Linked DNA regions of Mus musculus: all the other regions are linked to region 3. The links are chromatin contacts, called in public promoter capture Hi-C maps. All regions are on one chromosome and are shown on one strand. Each heading gives the region's core, a stretch centred on a gene start, on an enhancer-like site or on the middle of the called end of the contact. The rest is flanking DNA. Distances are from core to core; before and after follow the strand shown. Region 1 holds the start of Mir205hg (Mir205 host gene). Region 2 holds the start of Lamb3 (laminin, beta 3). Region 3 holds the start of Cd34 (CD34 antigen). Region 4 has its middle 66 kb from the start of Gm31870. Region 5 has its middle 41 kb from the start of Mir205hg. Region 6 holds the start of G0s2 (G0/G1 switch gene 2).

Region 1 (2,700 bases), core at 37-2,536, 1.4 Mb after region 3:
AGCAATGGAAGGGGAATGTTTCCTTTAGGGGATGCTCATTGCATTGTATTAATCTGTTTCTATGACTGTTCACTTGTATCTAGGTGTATCTAGTTGGGAGAGCCTAAAAGATGAACTCAAAGGATACAGAGTATCCCCTGCTGGGATGAGCTGCTCAGTGAGTGAATGGATGAAATGGGGAAAAGAAAGGCATAGGAAGAAGGCACAGTGAGCAAGAACTGACAAAAGGCAGTGAGAGTTATATTCTGGGAGACTTTGTATGAGTCAGTGAAGCCACATAGGTCTGGGTAGGCACACATCTTGACTTAATACTAGCTATAGAAGTGTGCCTCATAAGCATTATAAGCCTCCTTCCCTAGCTGTGGGAAGAGGTTGGAGTTAGCAGGTGGCAAAGAAGATTTGCAGCAGGTTCTCCGAGTGGCTCTGGAACAGACCAATATGCTCTGCATACTGTGTTCTGCGGTTCCTTACTCTCCTGAAAGGGGAGGACTCTGCTTTTGCCCAGAAAGGGTCTACTTTGAGAACAAACAAAAGACACCAAACTTCTAGGATTCATTTAAAGAGACTTCTATATCCCATGTCCTCCAGGAAAACTAGGCAAAAGGGAGCAGGAGCAGTGCTAAGGAAGGAGGAGGGACAAGGAGAGGGGGAGGGGGGAATGGATGCATGGAGGTGAAGCGAGGTGGGAGGTAGAACTAACAGCTTCTTCCCCAGTTCCTTCTGTCCTCCCAACTCCCTCACACAGCAGAGGCCCTTCCTCTAAGGAAAGAAAGGGAAGTGAGGCCTCTTGGGTTATAAAACCAGGATAAGTCACAAGGTCCCTGAGGCTCTGTCCCTCCTCCGACCTCTTCCTGCAGCACCACATAGATGAATGGACAGGTACTGGGCTAAAGGTGCGAAAGGACTTTGATTCCTGCTCCCTACACAGCTCCGTATGGATGTAAGCATGTGGACACACACACACACATGAACAGCCTCCATGACCCAGATTAAGATCTGAAAGGTCCTTGCCCTCTACTATTGGGGGGGCTGGAGCTTCAGCCCAAGGCTAAGATAACCTGCGTCTTCTTGCTCTGGGCAGAGGGAGACCCCCACCTGACTACAGAAACAATGAGAGAAAAAGGTTTGAATTCAGAAAGGCCTCTGCAAGCACGTCCCACCCCCAGAGGTGTGGTTCTTGGAGGCGGATCCAGCAGCCAAGTCCTGTCTTCATTGGTTGGGCTCAGCAGGTAACTGGAAACTTGGCTGAGAGGTGCATAAATAGAGAGACCGGTGCCGCCTCCTCACCCCTGCCTTAGAAAAACCAGTTTCTCTTTTATTGTCTGTGGCCAAGCTCTATTTAGCTGAGCCTCTGCACTCCACCCCCTCTCTTTCCAGCTTCCTTTAGCCCCCTCTCTGCCACTTTCTCCTACTTTCCTATTGTCTTTTACTAAAGAGAGGACCACGTGTCTCTTTCTCCAGGAGCAACTTCTCTGCCCAGGCCGCTGAGCTGAGCACCCTATAGAGCATGTGCCACCTCTTCTAGTCCTCAATTCTTGAGGGTAAAAGACTTTCCCAAGACTTAAAAATTCTTTATTGTTGTTGTTTTGCTTTGTTTTGTTTTGTTTTTTTGTTCGTTTTGGTTTGGTTTCTTTTCCCCAGGATTCTCTAACCATCCTCCAGCTTGGTACTCTCTTTAGAACCCCCCCCCCCAAAAAAAAAGTATTATTTTGCATCAAAGGCAAAGCTGAGCCTGATATCCGAAGGTATAGGTACTCCCATGTACTTGCAGGTGAGTCTGAAATCTCCGGTTTGGGCGGGTGAGTGTCTTGATCCTCAGGATCATGCATAGGGCCAGAGGGAAGAGTGGAAGGCGGGCTTCACTGGAAATCAAGTATCAACTTCTTTCTTTGTTTTCCGGGGAATTTCTGAGCTGTTGGGTGTTAATCTTGATGATAATGGAAGTGGGTGCCAGGCAGCTGAATACCAACACAGCAATTCTGTCGAGCTTCCTGGGGACTGACTTGACTAGAGGAATGTGTACCCACTGCCTAGTCCTAGGGTACTTAGCAGCGCATGCAAGACCTGCTTCCCTTCTGAGGTTCTTAAGTGCAAGATGGGTTTTTAAGACATTTAGGGCACAGCCCTGAAGGCCCCTGGAAGAGCAATCACTGGCTAAAACTCTAGCCCAACATGAGCCTTGTTGGTTCTCTGACCCAACCCAATACTGTAACTAGACAAGACACATCACTGGAGATTGCATTGGTAAAGGCCTGCTGAGTGGGAGAACCTGAATACTAGACATGATATGCAGAGTGTATCAGGTATAAGTTTCCAGGTTGTAGATCAACTCTTCTTACAGCAGCAGCAGGTCTGGTCTGCAGGAACAGAGGGATGTTATGAGGGGAGGCAAGACTTTCCTGAGCTGCCTCCGCCCTACCCTTTCATATGGCCTGTTAGCGCTATCAAGCCTTTTCTTCTCTGGATTCCACTGGGAGGATCAAGATCTCAAATAAGGATGAGTCCAATTGTGGACTTGAGGAATCTGATGGGCTTCCTTAAGAGTTGGGTAAGGGGAGCTTGGACAGAGACCTAATGATGACCTTTTTGTTTTCAGAACTGAGCTGAAATTCCACAAGAAGCCAAGACTCCTTCCAACCCAGAACTACCTCCCACAGTCTCCTGCCTTCCTTGGTCAGAGCCAACAGACCTGTGTCTCTC
Region 2 (2,700 bases), core at 120-2,619, 1.6 Mb after region 3:
ACATTTGTAGCCAATGGCAAGAACCTGCGAGGGAGCCCTGGGGAAATCCCAGGATCAGCTTCCTCTTCTGAACTGTGTGGAAACATGGGGACTGTGCAGGAGGAGGGAGGACATCCCATTGCAGCAGATAACTAAAGGGAGGTCTAAGGCTTTGTTTCTGCAGAGGGGGGGGGGGGGGACAGGCTTCTCAGGGCTTCAAACCAGGCTTAGGTACAAGCCAAAAGCACCCAAGCCAAAGGTGCTGAAAGTCTAGAGGCAGGTCATTTCCTGAGTTGACAGGGTCTCCAGGATTACAAGGCTACAGTGCAGGTGAAGCTGTGGTAGCCACAATTCTAGGAAAACCAGGCTGCAGGAATGCTATGGGAAGAAGAGAGATCTTTAAAAGCCACCTGGGGTGCCTTGGGGAGAGGTGAGGTGGCACTGTGGGAAAACATGGGTGCTGTGGGGAGGGGGGAGGTGCTGTGGGGAGAGGTAGGGTGCTGTGGGGAAAGGTGGGGTGCCGTGGGGAGAGGTGGGGTGCTGTGGGGAAAGGTGGGGTGCCGTGGGGAGAGGTGGGGTGCTGTGGGGAGAGGTGGGGTGCTGTGGGGAGAGGTGGACCCGACAGTTTTAAGAAAAGTAAGAGCATCTCAAAGCATCTCCCGTTCTGAACAAAAGCACAGAAGGCAGCTGGAAACAGTGCAGGAGGCAGGCCCACTTCAGAGGCATGCACCACCCTTCCTCCACTGGTCAGCCTAATGACATCCAAGCAGCTGGGGAAGAAAGATGGATGGTGGTCAGGCAGAGGGGAACCAGCAGCCTTTCTGCCATTACATCCCAATGCTTCGATGGATGTCCTTCCTACAGAGCAGTCGGGAACCCAAGCTGGGACTGTGGCCTGAGGTCTCAGGGCCACTGAGGGTCAAAGACAGAAAGCATCCCTGACATTTCGCAGTACTCTCTGCACTCATGCCCCAGCTGAAAACCCACCAAGAATGAGGCTGAGCAGAGCCCGGCCATGACCATTCCTCCCACCTTGCCTTCGTACTAAGCCCAGATTTTAGCTGCTTTCTTCTAAGTCGCCAGCAGCTTATCAGCCATGAAAAGCAGTTCAAACAGCCGCAGACGTTTACCCAGGTGTTCTCAGGTGAGCTCCCAGAGGAGTGCTGCATGGGCCCTGCAATCGGCCTTGGCCCCAGACCTGCTCCATCCACCCCCACAGGACAGGTAAGGCGGAAAACCTACCTCACCCTGAGCTCCTATGCTCCCCTGCCTTTCTCCAGATCCCTCTCGGAGAGCTCCCTGGGAATGTGGGGTCCCCTCTCTTGGCTCCACAGTTTTAAACAACAGCCTCACCTCTGGAGACTCCCTGGCTGGGTGTAGCCCCACTGCTGGCGGCCTCAGGAATCTGGCAGCTGCCACGCCCATCTGATGTCACTGCACCCCCACCCTCAGGACAGGACTAGGCAAGTGGGTTGGTCTTGGAGGCTTCCTGCCCTTAGGTGTCTAGAGGGCTGGAAGGTGCTGGAAACAGACAGCAACAGGGGCTTCAGAAATGGGGGGGGGGGGTGTTGTCCTTGGGGCAGGGAAATTTGGCACCTTCCCAAGTCTAGTAGGTGTCAGCTTCCTCTTAAGTCCCAGACTACCCTGGATAGAAGACCAACCGGGCAGGTGACACACAGCATATAGTGGATCGTGTTAGGGTTTGGGCATGTCACTGGGCTGGACAGTAGACCCAAATATTCAGAACCCTGGAAAGCACCATAATCATCCCAAAGAAAAAATGTGGAAAATCCCAAGTTCCAGGGAAGTTTGGGGGGCGGGGGAAGAATGCCCTTAAAAGCTCAGGAAGTGGACAAAGCCCAGTTTTCCCACAGAAGTTGAACAGAGCAGCCTGCATTCTGAGCCTCACGCTCCCTTGGCACTGCTGGCAAGGAGCCCCAGGACAGGTAACTGCCTGTGAGTCACTGTCCCAGCTGCTCCTGAGCCCCACCCTCCTGGGCAGGAATGCCAGCCTGCAGGGCCAGGAAATAGACCTGACCAGGGGTGGGAGAAGGCTGAGGCACAGCTAGGCTACTAAAGCCAAGGCAGGCTTCCCCTGGCACCAGCCAGGCCCAGGAACATAGTCCCTTTGTGGGGTCTCATGGGCTCCAGCCACTAAGTGCAGAAGCAGGACCAGGAGGAAAGAATACTTCCCCTTCAGGTTGGGTCAGAGAGCATCTCAGCAAACCTGGAAAGTCATGGATCCTGTCCTGGTCCTGAAGACACTGATTTTTTTTTTTAACACACTTTCCTCAAAGTCACAATTTGAAGGAGACTCTCTTTTTCTGAGTCAGGGTTCCACATACCCTAGGCTGGCATTAAAGTCACTAAAAAAGTCAACAAGGACCGTGATTTTCTGATTCTCCTGCCTCCACCTCCCAAGTGCAAGGATTACAGGTATGCACACCATGCACAGTGTACATTATGCTGAGCACAGAACCGAGGACTTCATTTGTGCTGGATCAGGCACTCTACCGCTGAGATCCATCCCCAGCCATAAGCAAGACTCTGCAATGTCCCTATTCCAGTGTGCCAATGTTTCCTTTAAATTAGAGGGATACACCTGAGATCCCTTAAAGGGAAAAGTAGAATGTTCTGTGGACTGAACTGGATATGTCTTACCCTGAGCTTCACATGTAGATGAAGCTCAGATGGAGAAATCCTGAAGTTAGCAAACAGACA
Region 3 (2,700 bases), core at 99-2,598:
ACCCAGACTTGGGTCAGTGCTGAGCTGAGTGACCAAAAGAGTAAGTACAGAGCATCTGATGAGGACTCCAGCCCGTGGTCACCTACCCGTGCACAGTGTAGCATCATTCTGGGCATTTTTGTCCAAGCAAGTTTTACTCCATCAAAATGGACATGTCTAGCGCTGCCAATCAGGAGAACCCAGAACCTAATTCAACTTCTCCTCTGCCAGCTCTCTTTGGGATAGACCCAAAGGCAATGGAGCAGAAGACTGGGAGAAAAGAGGTCTTGTGGGTAGATCCAGGCTACTCTACATGTTGAGTGTCCTTTAAGATATACAATGAAGATTTAGGAGCCCCAAGGGTTAAAAGCAAAATGAGTAATTCACAACCCTGAAAACCTCAAAGGACATGAGTTGGGATGAAGAACAACACCCTCCAGTGCAATAAAGTTTGCTATAGACTGAGTGAATACTATTTTTTGCCAACCTAAGAGGGGAAGAACTTAAGAAGTAAGAGTATGCGTGGGCAGCAGGAGGTGTCTTGGCCTGTCCACTAGCTTTAGAATCTGAAGGGAAGCAGAGCAAGAAAATTCCAACTAGCAATGAATGTATGTTTGTGCACGGGGAAGACTGGTGAGCAGAAGGACTTGGTGTGTACACCAAACCACCTCCCTACTAGCATCTGCATGGTTTCTGCAGGGGCGACTCTAGCTTTCTAATCTGAAATTTAAAATTGTCCTTTTTTTCCTCTCTGCCTGTTCTTTATTCCAGACTCTTCCACTAATGTCCCTCAGTCCTCCTTAAAGGTCTCCTGGCCCTTACTGGAAATGGCTACCCTCATGAATTCTTTATGTCCAAGTCCTGGGAACAATGGGTGCCTGGACCCTTCTCTGGACCACTCTGGGTCCTTGCTTCCTCAATTAAGGAGAGTTACAGAACTTTTCCTTCCTTCTGTCTGCATTCTAGCCTCAACTTTGAGCTTTGCACCTCCAGCCACGCAGAGGAGCTGGCGTCCCCCAGCACTACCTGAGTAAGCTCACTTCTGCGTGCTGGAGCGCAGGATTCCCAGGTGAGGTTAGTGGCCGGCGTCTTCCCTCCTCCCGGCCCATAGCCTGGTCCCTTGGCCCTCAGCTGTTAATACTCACGCAGCAGACTCATCAGGCAGAGAGCTACCCAGCGCCATGGCAGCAGGAGCCCCGCGCGCGTGTCCCTGTGGACCTGCATTCTCCTGTACCGCTCCGGAGATGCGCTCGGTGCAGGAGGCGGCCCGGCGCGGGACGCGCTCCTCCGCCCTGCGCAGGGGTGGGGGATATTGGCTCTCCTCCCCTGCTCCCTGTCCGGAGTGGGTGGGGGATGCTGGCTTATCCCCTCCCTGTTGCGTCTTGGTGAGGCCAGCCCCTCTCGTAGTTCCTACTTCACTTTTAACCGTGTGTCATCTTGGCTGCCTCTCGGCAGGGTCAAATTTCTCCTTTCTGATTTCTTTATTTTCAAGTTTTAAGTGTGGCAGGAAGCCACTGTGTACGCCTGAGTTTACAGGAGTATGATCTTTCAGCTAAGCAGGAAACAACACAATTCCAAGACACCTTTAGAGATAGTCACGGTGGAATCTGTGCTGCATGTTAAAATTGAGCAGGACACAAACAGGACACTAATAGCCTTTTCACAGTCCAGACCATCTGCTATCCTACCATCTCTCTTTTATACTCATTTTCCAGCAAAATCAACAGAATTTGTATTAACTTTCCTGTGATCATCCATATTTCCTTAGCTAGTTGGGTCATAGCAATTGTCAATACCATAGAGATAATATAGATACTCCATAGTACATGGTTTTTCTCCAATGTTCCCTTTTCAATCCTAGATTTAAGTTTCCTGATTCTATGGGAGCTTTTCTTGCCCTCCCTTCAGACAAAAGATTTCTTAGATTCTTACCCTGCCCTACCTAACAGACCTTCTAGCACTCCTTGTGCTTCTCCACGCAATGGTGCTGCATGTTGATGCGCTGGATTGCAGGATTCTGACTCGTCACAGGTCAGAAGATCAAGGCAGGAGGAGAGAGAAGCAAGACAAGGCATATAGCAGCAGGTAGAAATTGAGATAAGGCACAGAAGGGTCTGTGATGATGACTGTAAATACTTAGCCCTAGTTTTCCCATAATGTCTGGTCACATAACCTAAAGGGAGAAAGAAAGATCAGACAAACGCCCTGGATAAATTTCTGTATTTATTTCTCTGAAGATCTACCTCCACGAAGAAAGTACATTTGTTTGTGTTGCCTACCCTGGGCCTAATATACCTTGGGGTTGAGAAGAAGAGTATCAGTCCTCAAATCTATACTCTTACCCTGTTTCATATCACACCATTAAAACAAGAAGCGGAGGTTTTCATCATAATAAAGGCAGAGGCTCATTGAATACAACGACATTAAGTGAGTTTGTGTCAAAGTACAGTTGGCATATTGTGATGGAGAACCTGGAGGTAGGGTCAGAAAGGATTGCAAAATGTACTTTTAAAATTAAATTCTGGTCCTTGGAATATGAACTAAGAAGGAAATATTACACCTAATTCTTCAGTTTCAAAAGTGGATTTTCTTCTGGTACCTACATTTTGCTCATACTTTTTATGGTAGGTAAATTGTTATATGTAAAAATGAGTTGGTTCATTTGAGTCTACCTTTACTTCCAGATGTTTTCTCTGTTAGTTTAATTAATTAAAGTGTTTT
Region 4 (2,700 bases), core at 87-2,586, 1.3 Mb after region 3:
CTCCTCTGGAGAGCAGCTCCCTCCTCCAGGCGTCTGTGGTGCTTCCTATAATCACAGAGTCCCTGGACTTGTCCGCCTGTCATCTAGTCTCTGTTTATTCCCCTTCCTGCCCCTGAGGGCAGAGCAGAGTTCTTTTTCACCTGCCTTCCTTCAGGGAGCACAACACTGAGCCTGCATATCATATGGTTGGGAAAGCTCTAACTGAATATGGTTGGGAAAGCTCTAACTGAATGGTAAATGACTTCTCTCTCTTCCACACTCCCTCCCCATTAACTCATACCCAGTGAGGCAGGAAGATCCATCTACTCAGCTGCAGGATAGAGGAAAGGCTCTCCACAGCAACGCAAAGCCAGACACCAGGGTTACAGTGACCATGGCCCAAGATGTTACTAACAGAAATGCAATTTTCAGATTGTCTTCATGTGGCTTGTTAATGTGATAATTAGCTAACTGTGTAATGTAAAGCAGGCTGGCTATGAGCTGGCCCCTCTCAGAGGTGAAACAAATGAAAGAGTGTGCCTGCACAACCAACACACAAACATAAACAAGGTATTAAACATCCCCCTCCAGTCTTAAAAAAGCAGGAATAAGAGCTTTATCCCCAAAGCAATTGTCTTTCTTCTCCTTTCTCTTACTCTCCCCACCCGTAAGCACTTTAGAGAAAGGTGTGATGTTGCTCTCACAGATAAATAGTAACCAAACTATGATGATGCGAATGTGATCATATCTCGATGACAAAGGGGAATTAAAGGTGGATTCTTTTACTGATTCTGAGCAGTTTACTGATCCTGAGCAGCGGGCTCTCGTAACTGCTCACTGTATCAACCGGTTAGTCATTCTCCTCATTATCTTTAATGTCTTATTAGCAGGCTTCATTCATCTGGTTTTTATCTGTTTCACTGGAAGCAGTTTTAATCTCATTTCAGTGGCACTGATAAGCCTGTTAGTTTGCACAAATTGGTTTTGGTGACAATGTGTAGATAGTTATAATGTGTGGTTTCCAAACAGAAAAGAGAAATCTATTTAGGTCCAAAGAGACAGGTGGAGAGAGGGGAGCTGAGGCAGTTGAGACAGGAAAATAGAAAAGAAGAAAAAATGGAACAGGAAAAAACAGATTAATTGCTACTGCCCCCCCCCCACTTGCCACCCCTACTACCATCCCCTCACAACCATCCCTCCCACTGTCACCTCTCTCACTTCCATCTCCCTCTGTAACCTTCCTACCACCTCTTCTCTCCCCAACCCCACACCACTCCCTCACTACCCCTTACTACTGTTCCACTCTTCTCGATGTTAACAATCCCCCTCCCCCCATCTGCCACTAAATGCCAACGGTGATAGCAGAGTCCTAGCACAAGGTGGCGCGCCTGAGCCAACAGCATCTCTTATCATCCCTAGGAGAGCCCACATGCAACTGGCAGAGAATCTGTCCTCTGTGATTTGCACCCCAACCTGAGAACCCAAGTCTCAGTTTCTTAGTTTGCACTCTGAATTGGTTCCCTTCCAAAGTTCCCCTGCTCCAGGCACTGACACCGGACTGTCTCTGTGGCCAGCCCAGTTAAATGCAGATGTGTGGTCCTCTCGTGGTTAGATGGGCCTCATTGTTCTCAGTGAGGAGGTATCAAGTGCACGGGTTAACATAAATATAGCTCCTTGCTGCCCAGAGTATGAGTCCTCTTCTAGAGAATCGATAGCCACCACATAAACAGCAAGGCAGAGACTGGAAAGGCTCCAAAGCTTTCTTTCTGATTTTTCTCTGCTGCTGCTGCCAGGCAGTGAGGTTGTGTCTCAATGCAAGGGTCCCTTTCTCGGGAGCTTTTATCTTAGAACTATGTCAGAAATGATTTAAAATCAAAATTCCACATCACATGGCCTAACCCCTACTTGATTTACTCATCACAATGGGGGGCGGGGAGCATTCTCTTCAGAAGAATGTAAAGCTTCCTTGCAGGCTCAGAGTGTGTTGTTTCTGAGGCAAGCAAGCAGGAGCTGTACAGAGACCGGAGCTGCCACAGGGGTTGGGGTGGGAGGGCCCTAACAATATTCTAATGTCTCAGCTGAGGAGCATGCCACAGCTTGATTTCCAGGCTCCCGGCATTCCACAAATGTCCAGTCCCTGCCTCAGATTCATCCTCACAGCCCCAAATGTTGCTATGAAGTTGGCTGGTGGGAGTCTAAAGTAGATTTTACTCTTTTTCAGAGACCAAGAAAGCTACATCATCCTCTAAACTTAAGCAAATGTCAGCTACCATCTATTTTAGAATCTGAAACTCTTTACCAGGTATTTCAAGTAAACTAAATCGAGAAATCTCACGTTCCCTCTTTAAAACTCATTCCCCTGTCTCCAGCTTAAAAGCACACCCACCCTGTAATTACTCTGTGTCTCGGGGTGAGGTTTAAAGTCTAGCTTCTGATTGAGCCTTCTGGGAGACATGGAATCCAGCAGAGACACAGATGTCCAACACCTGCCTTAAGCATTCAGGAGAGTGGCATCCTCCTGTCTCAACCTAGTTGCCATCGGGCAGTCTGTGTCATCGGTGCCTTGGAGAGCTCCTCATGATCTAGAAATGTGTTGGTTGCTATGCAACTTCAGTGTCTCCTTCAAATGCACATGAAAGCACAGGATAACAGAAAGCTCGCCTTGGGTCCTGTGAGTCTGGCCTCCATAATTACCCATCCCCAATAGGGACATGTTGGGTT
Region 5 (2,700 bases), core at 53-2,552, 1.4 Mb after region 3:
GATTTGAGTTGGTGAGAAAATGAATTAAATCAGAAATTCTTTGGGGCAAATTGCATATTGAAATGAACAGTTTGATGCATAACCCCTTTGCCCCCCTCCAAGTTGAAAAAAAAAAAACCAGAAAGGAAGGAAAAAGGCAGCAAGCATGCCTCTGCCACGAGAGTCATGCCACAGCTGCATCTCTGACTGCTTTGCAAGACAATGTCTAGAGTTTGAGTTTTACAGTCATTATTTGATTGGCATTGCATGACAATTGTGGCTATATTTTTGGAGAAATTTCAAAGCTAATGATTTCCAGTTTTTAATCATGGGAGTATTTATTTCCTACCCTGGCATAATTGCTCATGGCTCCACATCCTTTTTTTTATGGGAAACAAAGCAAAGTGAAAATCAGGGTGAATTAGTAAATTGATCTTATATCTGTAGAGGCTTGGTGATGCATGCATGACCTAGAGCCCAGGAGGCAATGTGCTGACTTCACCTTGTTTGAAAAACTGAACATACCACTGTTGTCAAGGACACAACATTTGTATCCTAAGAACAAAAGGAACAGAGAAGGCTAATGATGGAAGAGGTCATTTGACCCTGGTGAACACATAGCTTCCTGCCCCTTCTGTTCAGAATCCAGGGTCATGTTTCGGCCACAGGTGTAGAGAAATTATTTTCACCCATTTGCACTGAGGAGGAAAGCTAACTGAGCAGTCTGCTCCCTCTGTGAGTGAATAAGGACTTGCTTTGTGAATTAATCAAACAAGGTGGTAGGTGTGTATACACTCTTAAGGGAGAAGAGCAGGGCTATGTTTGGGGATGCTTTTAAAGGCTATCACATTAGTTTCATATGCTTTTGGATAAAGCTGTTTTCTCTCAAGAGATAGCACCCAAAGTTGAGCATGGTGGCACACACATTTACCTCATACCTCGGTCTCAGAAGGTATGTGATGTGCCCAGGTCACAAAGCTAGTCCTCAAGTCCTCGTAAGATTCCTTTCCATAAACTGAAGCACACAGATGGGGCAGCAAAGATGAAGACCCTGTGCTTAAGTACTCTGTGAATGGGCTGGGGATGTGGCTCTGTGCTCGAGCAATTGTCTAGCATTCACAAGGCCCTGGGTTCAACCTTGGCATCTCAAGAAGAAAAGGCTGTGGAACAAAAGCAGGGAGAAAACTGGGAGGTGAGCTTGGAGCAGCCTCACTTTTCACCCTCCACCATCTGTTTCTTGCCTGCAAGCTCTTCTCAGCACTCCTGCCTCTGCTCTGCCCAGACAAGTCCTAGGCTTCTGGAATGCATCTGTGACTTCTTATCTGGGAGCTAATCACTAAATAGCAGGTGGCTTTAGGGTTTCTGTTTTTCATCTCTTGCTCTGTCCTCTCTCTCTTTCTCTCTCTCTCCTCTCTTTAACTCATTTCCTCGGGGCTATGAATTTCTGAATCTCAAACAGGAAACCTCCCTGATATGTTCACACCTGGAATACAGTTCTCTTTGTTTGGAGACTATAAAAAGGAGCAAGGAGAATGAAGACGGTCCTGTCTCAGGGAGAAAAGGATGTCAGCGAATGTTAACATGGGCTCTGGAAGGCAGGCACTCATGCATGTGTTCAAACTAAACATCCTTCCTTTCAACTCCCATCTTTCTCCGCTCATCTCCACTCCTGGCAAGTGTCTAACAAGACAAAGAGTCTTTGCTGTGTGTCACATCGGTTATCAACACTCTGCACAAATAGGTTGACAGAGGAAACCAACAAAGTAGCTCTGCGGGCCTGTTTAGGGTTGAAATAACAACCCTACAGCCTTCGGGCTCCTGGAGATTGGCTCATATTTTGTTCCTACAAATGTTAGGCGCTGGTTCCTGAGAGAAGCTGTCATCAACATGTCTGTCCCTGTGGGTGTCAGGAAGTCTCACAAAGCATTCTATGCCGTCCGTGGACTTTCCATTTTGGAATGAACTTTAGGGGGTCGTTTGGTCCAGGCTCTTGGTCTCCTCTATCTCTAGCACTAAGTTTATGATCTTAAGGGCACTTAGCTCTCTGTGAGGGAAAGACAACAGAACACTGGACACCAGGATGTACACCCTACTCCATGCTTCTAGTCTCTAACCCATGGGCATTTGAACCCCATGGGTGCATTGCATTTGCATAAAACAGTGTTTATAGATTTATTAAAGAGGTAATTCATAACCTTGGTAGTTCCAATATATTTATACTTATTTATTATACACAAATTACCTTCTGTGTACCAGGAGCCAGGCTAGGTCCTGAGTACCCAAGAGACAGAGAGGGAGCCAAACACCTATCCTGCCTATCCCTGCAGTGAAGACAGTGCAGACAGCTGCAGAAATAGAGTGGAAGAATTCACTCTAGGCTGGATGCTGAGAAGGGAAGTCTGAGACTAATGGGGTTCAAACTCCTTTTAAGTATGTTTCTCTCTCTCTCTCTCTCTCTCTCTCTCTCTCTCTCTCTCTGTGTGTGTGTGTGTGTGTGTGTGTGTGTGTGTGTGTGTGTGTGTGTGTGTATGTGATGCACATATATTCATAAGTACTTTTCTCTTAAAATGTTTTTATCTACAAAATGCTTAGATTCAAATGTGTTCTCCATTCTACAAAGTTTGGATACCATTTCTCTAAATCATCCTAAAGAAATGCCTTTCCACTTAAAGTGAACAAGTTAACAACAGTAAGAACTGTTATCCCACCCCAATCCAGCCA
Region 6 (2,700 bases), core at 71-2,570, 1.7 Mb after region 3:
GCCCTTTGGCCTACCTCTTTCCCTACTTTGTTAACTCAGGTACACCGATAGCCACAGCTAAATTATAGCCCACCCCACCCCCACCCAGGGGATCATATTTAATCTTAATCTAACCAGCTTCCAGAGAGTGTCCTCCGTCCTGGATCCCCACTCTAAGGGCACACTCTCCCAAACCTGAGAAGGGTGGCATGGAATCACTGTAAGAGGGTGAAATACTTTCATTACAGACAATTTTTTCCACGGGCCTTCTTTAAGGCTTACCGCCAATTTCACTTCTCAAGTAAACATAGAAGAGAAGGCAATTTGTGTGTGCGTGTGTGCATGTGTGTTGTGTACAAATATATATGACCCACACAGCCTAACACATACTAGGCAAGCACTCCACCACAAAACCACATCTATAACCCTCTATATTTTGATTTCTGACACAAAATCTCAGTTTATTCAGGTTATGCTCAAACTCACCATCCTCCTGCCTCTTGCTGGAATTACAGATATGTGCTTTGGGTTTAATAACTATTCCCTGTAATACAGAAATAACTATGGAAGCACCTTACTGAGGCTAATTTATTGTCCTCCCTCTCCCCCTCCCCCTCCCCTCCCCTCCCCTCCCCTCCCCCTCCCTCTCCCTCTCCATGTCTCTCTCTCTCTCTCTCTCTCTCACACACACACACACACACACACACACACACACACACCTCTATGCATTAGAAGAAACTCTCAAACCCTCAAAGAAAATCTTTCTATTAGGTAACTAGCAATGTTCCCGCTGTTCTCATGTCTTAGCAAAACCTAACAGCCAAGAAAGCAGCACTCTGGAAGAACATTCTACTCCCTGGAGGTACGGTTTTTCGATTTGGTTTGCCTGCTCACTGCAGGTTCCCTCTGTTGCCTTCCCTTCCACCCACACCCTCCCTGACTGGTGAGAGGTGACCTTTCTGAACGAAAACGAACCCCAGATTCCCTCATTAGGGTCTGTCTCTGTTCCTCCTGGACTACAGGGGAGCTTGGGCCAGGGAACAGAGCAACAGACAAGACTAGAAAGTGTGTCCTGTAAGGGAAGCACGCCACACCGTCACCTGGTGGTCTCCTCTTCAGCTGCACCCTGAAGTGGTGCCTTGGGCTTTCAGTTTTTGCAGCACCAGCGGGCTAGGGTCTCAGGGCGCACACAGCAGGGGCGTGCACTACTCGTGGTCACCTCCCTGGTCCCCCGCAGCGCCCCTCCCGTTCTTCCTTTCCACCCCTCCCCACCCCCACCCCACCCCACCCTCCCCCTCCACCACCACCCCCCGCTGCCACTCCCGCCCCGCTTCTCTTTCTGCAGTCAGGGCTCAGGCCAGTGAGCCAGGAGGCGGATCCCGGACAAAAGATATAAGGACTCTGTTCACAGAGCGCTGCAGCTGCGGAGTGTCCCTCCCAAAGAGCAGCAGCTGAGGGAAGAAGAACGCCAAAGCCAGTCTGACGCAAGGACGCCTGACCTTCTCCAGCAAGTGCTGCCTCTCTTCCCACTGCACCCTAGGTGAGCCTCCAGGCCCGGGAACCGAGGGTGGGCAAGAGACACCAGACCCCCTCCCCCAGCTGCCTTCTCCCCTGGGCTCGAGTTCCCCTAGTCAGCAGCCACCCCCTTTCTGTGTTTAGGGTTCCCTGTTCTCTGCTTCTTTCCCTCACCCGAACTCAACCCCATTCCTCTCTGCTAACTCTGCAGGCCCAGCCACCCACAGCCCAGAGCTCAGATGGAAAGTGTGCAGGAGCTGATCCCTCTGGCCAAGGAGATGATGGCGCAGAAGCCCCGAGGGAAGCTAGTGAAGCTATACGTGCTGGGCAGTGTGCTGGCGCTCTTCGGTGTGGTGCTCGGCCTAGTTGAGACGGTGTGCAGCCCTTTCACAGCCGCCAGCCGTCTGCGCGACCAAGAGGCTGCAGTGGTGGAGCTGCGGGAAGCGTGTGAACAGCAGTCCCTCCACAAGCAGGCCCTGCTGGCAGGAGGCAAGGCACAGGAGGCGACCCTGTGCAGCCGGGCCCTGTCCCTCCGGCAGCACGCCTCTTAAGGCCGGTGACTGACAGAGAAGGGAGACACAGATCATGACCCAGGTGGGCAACAGAGTCACATGCTGTTTCAAGGTGCCACCGAATCCAGAACTGACCCCACACAGATCACCTAAGGGGTCTGGGACTGATTTGCTGCTGTGCAGCACGCACTGTGATTTGCCCTAGGCTGTGCGAGCAATCAAGGAGCTATCACTTTGCATTAGAGAAGGAGACAGGCTTTTTATACAGTTATTTTTATTGTTATTATTATTATTGCAATGACTATCGTTTTGCATTTTGAAATAAAAACCTTTTATACTCTATCTCATTATTTAATTCTTGGGAGGTGAGATGACTCTCTCACCCAGAACTGTGGCTAGTCCTGCTTCATACCTGGGGCTTGAATACTGCCTGGCACAAGACAGTTCTACTCACACAAGAGTGAAACTCTAAACATGGTACAGGAGTTAGCATTTTTTGGATCACAAGATAAATCAATTTCTGACCTTGAGTGAGAGAGAGAGAGAGAGAGAGAGAACCAGTGGATTTCTAGAGCAAAGAAAAAGTTATTTGTCTTTTACTCCATTGTGCTGGAGATTCCTATGGCTGATCTCTCTGCTTAAATATTAGAGTGAGGAGGAGAGGAGACAGGGAAGGGAAGGAGAGGAGGGGAGG

What was found. Promoter capture Hi-C pulls out the DNA fragments that hold promoters and counts their contacts.
Region 1: a contact with region 3 is called in a promoter capture Hi-C map of embryonic stem cells, with 7 times the contacts expected there. The contact joins the promoter of Mir205hg here to the promoter of Cd34 in region 3. A contact is called at or near these places in 3 of 39 promoter capture datasets (embryonic stem cells, hippocampal neurons and liver).
Region 2: a promoter capture Hi-C map of embryonic stem cells shows a contact between it and region 3, with 4 times the contacts expected there. The contact joins the promoter of Lamb3 here to the promoter of Cd34 in region 3. A contact is called at or near these places in 2 of 39 promoter capture datasets (the 3T3-L1 cell line and embryonic stem cells).
Region 4: a contact with region 3 is called in a promoter capture Hi-C map of embryonic stem cells, with 5 times the contacts expected there. The contact joins the enhancer-like site here to the promoter of Cd34 in region 3. A contact is called at or near these places in 3 of 39 promoter capture datasets (the 3T3-L1 cell line, embryonic stem cells and liver) and 1 of 115 datasets of contacts at active chromatin or transcription factors (embryonic stem cells).
Region 5: a promoter capture Hi-C map of second pharyngeal arch cranial neural crest shows a contact between it and region 3, with 6 times the contacts expected there. The contact joins the enhancer-like site here to the promoter of Cd34 in region 3. A contact is called at or near these places in 4 of 39 promoter capture datasets (the 3T3-L1 cell line, hippocampal neurons, liver and 1 more).
Region 6: a promoter capture Hi-C map of hippocampal neurons shows a contact between it and region 3, with 4 times the contacts expected there. The contact joins the promoter of G0s2 here to the promoter of Cd34 in region 3. A contact is called at or near these places in 2 of 39 promoter capture datasets (embryonic stem cells and hippocampal neurons), 1 of 484 Hi-C or Micro-C datasets (stem cell-derived neural stem cells) and 1 of 115 datasets of contacts at active chromatin or transcription factors (astrocytes).

Annotation. Positions count from the first base shown.
Region 1 is chr1:193,508,796-193,511,495 of GRCm38.p6, reverse strand. Mir205hg (Mir205 host gene) reads left to right here and starts at 1,286. Exons shown (of 3, transcript NR_166150.1): 1 at 1,286-1,771; 2 at 2,597-2,700.
Region 2 is chr1:193,300,663-193,303,362 of GRCm38.p6, reverse strand. It overlaps Lamb3 (laminin, beta 3), which reads right to left and starts at 1,369. Exons shown (of 23, transcript NM_008484.2): 1 at 1,222-1,369.
Region 3 is chr1:194,937,469-194,940,168 of GRCm38.p6, reverse strand. It overlaps Cd34 (CD34 antigen), which reads right to left and starts at 1,348. Exons shown (of 8, transcript NM_133654.3): 1 at 1,125-1,348. The coding sequence starts at 1,203.
Region 4 is chr1:193,587,892-193,590,591 of GRCm38.p6, reverse strand. No RefSeq gene overlaps it. Among named protein-coding and RNA genes, the nearest start is that of Gm31870, 66 kb to the left of the region's middle. Within about 2 kb of position 1,336, at least 37 of the 459 cell types and tissues checked have an H3K27ac peak or open chromatin away from gene starts, as enhancers often do. A contact at or near this core is called in embryonic stem cells, where this site is marked.
Region 5 is chr1:193,549,528-193,552,227 of GRCm38.p6, reverse strand. No RefSeq gene overlaps it. Among named protein-coding and RNA genes, the nearest start is that of Mir205hg, 41 kb to the right of the region's middle. Within about 2 kb of position 1,302, at least 29 of the 459 cell types and tissues checked have an H3K27ac peak or open chromatin away from gene starts, as enhancers often do. A contact at or near this core is called in second pharyngeal arch cranial neural crest, where this site is marked.
Region 6 is chr1:193,271,808-193,274,507 of GRCm38.p6, reverse strand. It overlaps G0s2 (G0/G1 switch gene 2), which reads left to right and starts at 1,320. Exons shown (of 2, transcript NM_008059.3): 1 at 1,320-1,519; 2 at 1,706-2,348. The coding sequence starts at 1,734. The coding sequence ends at 2,045.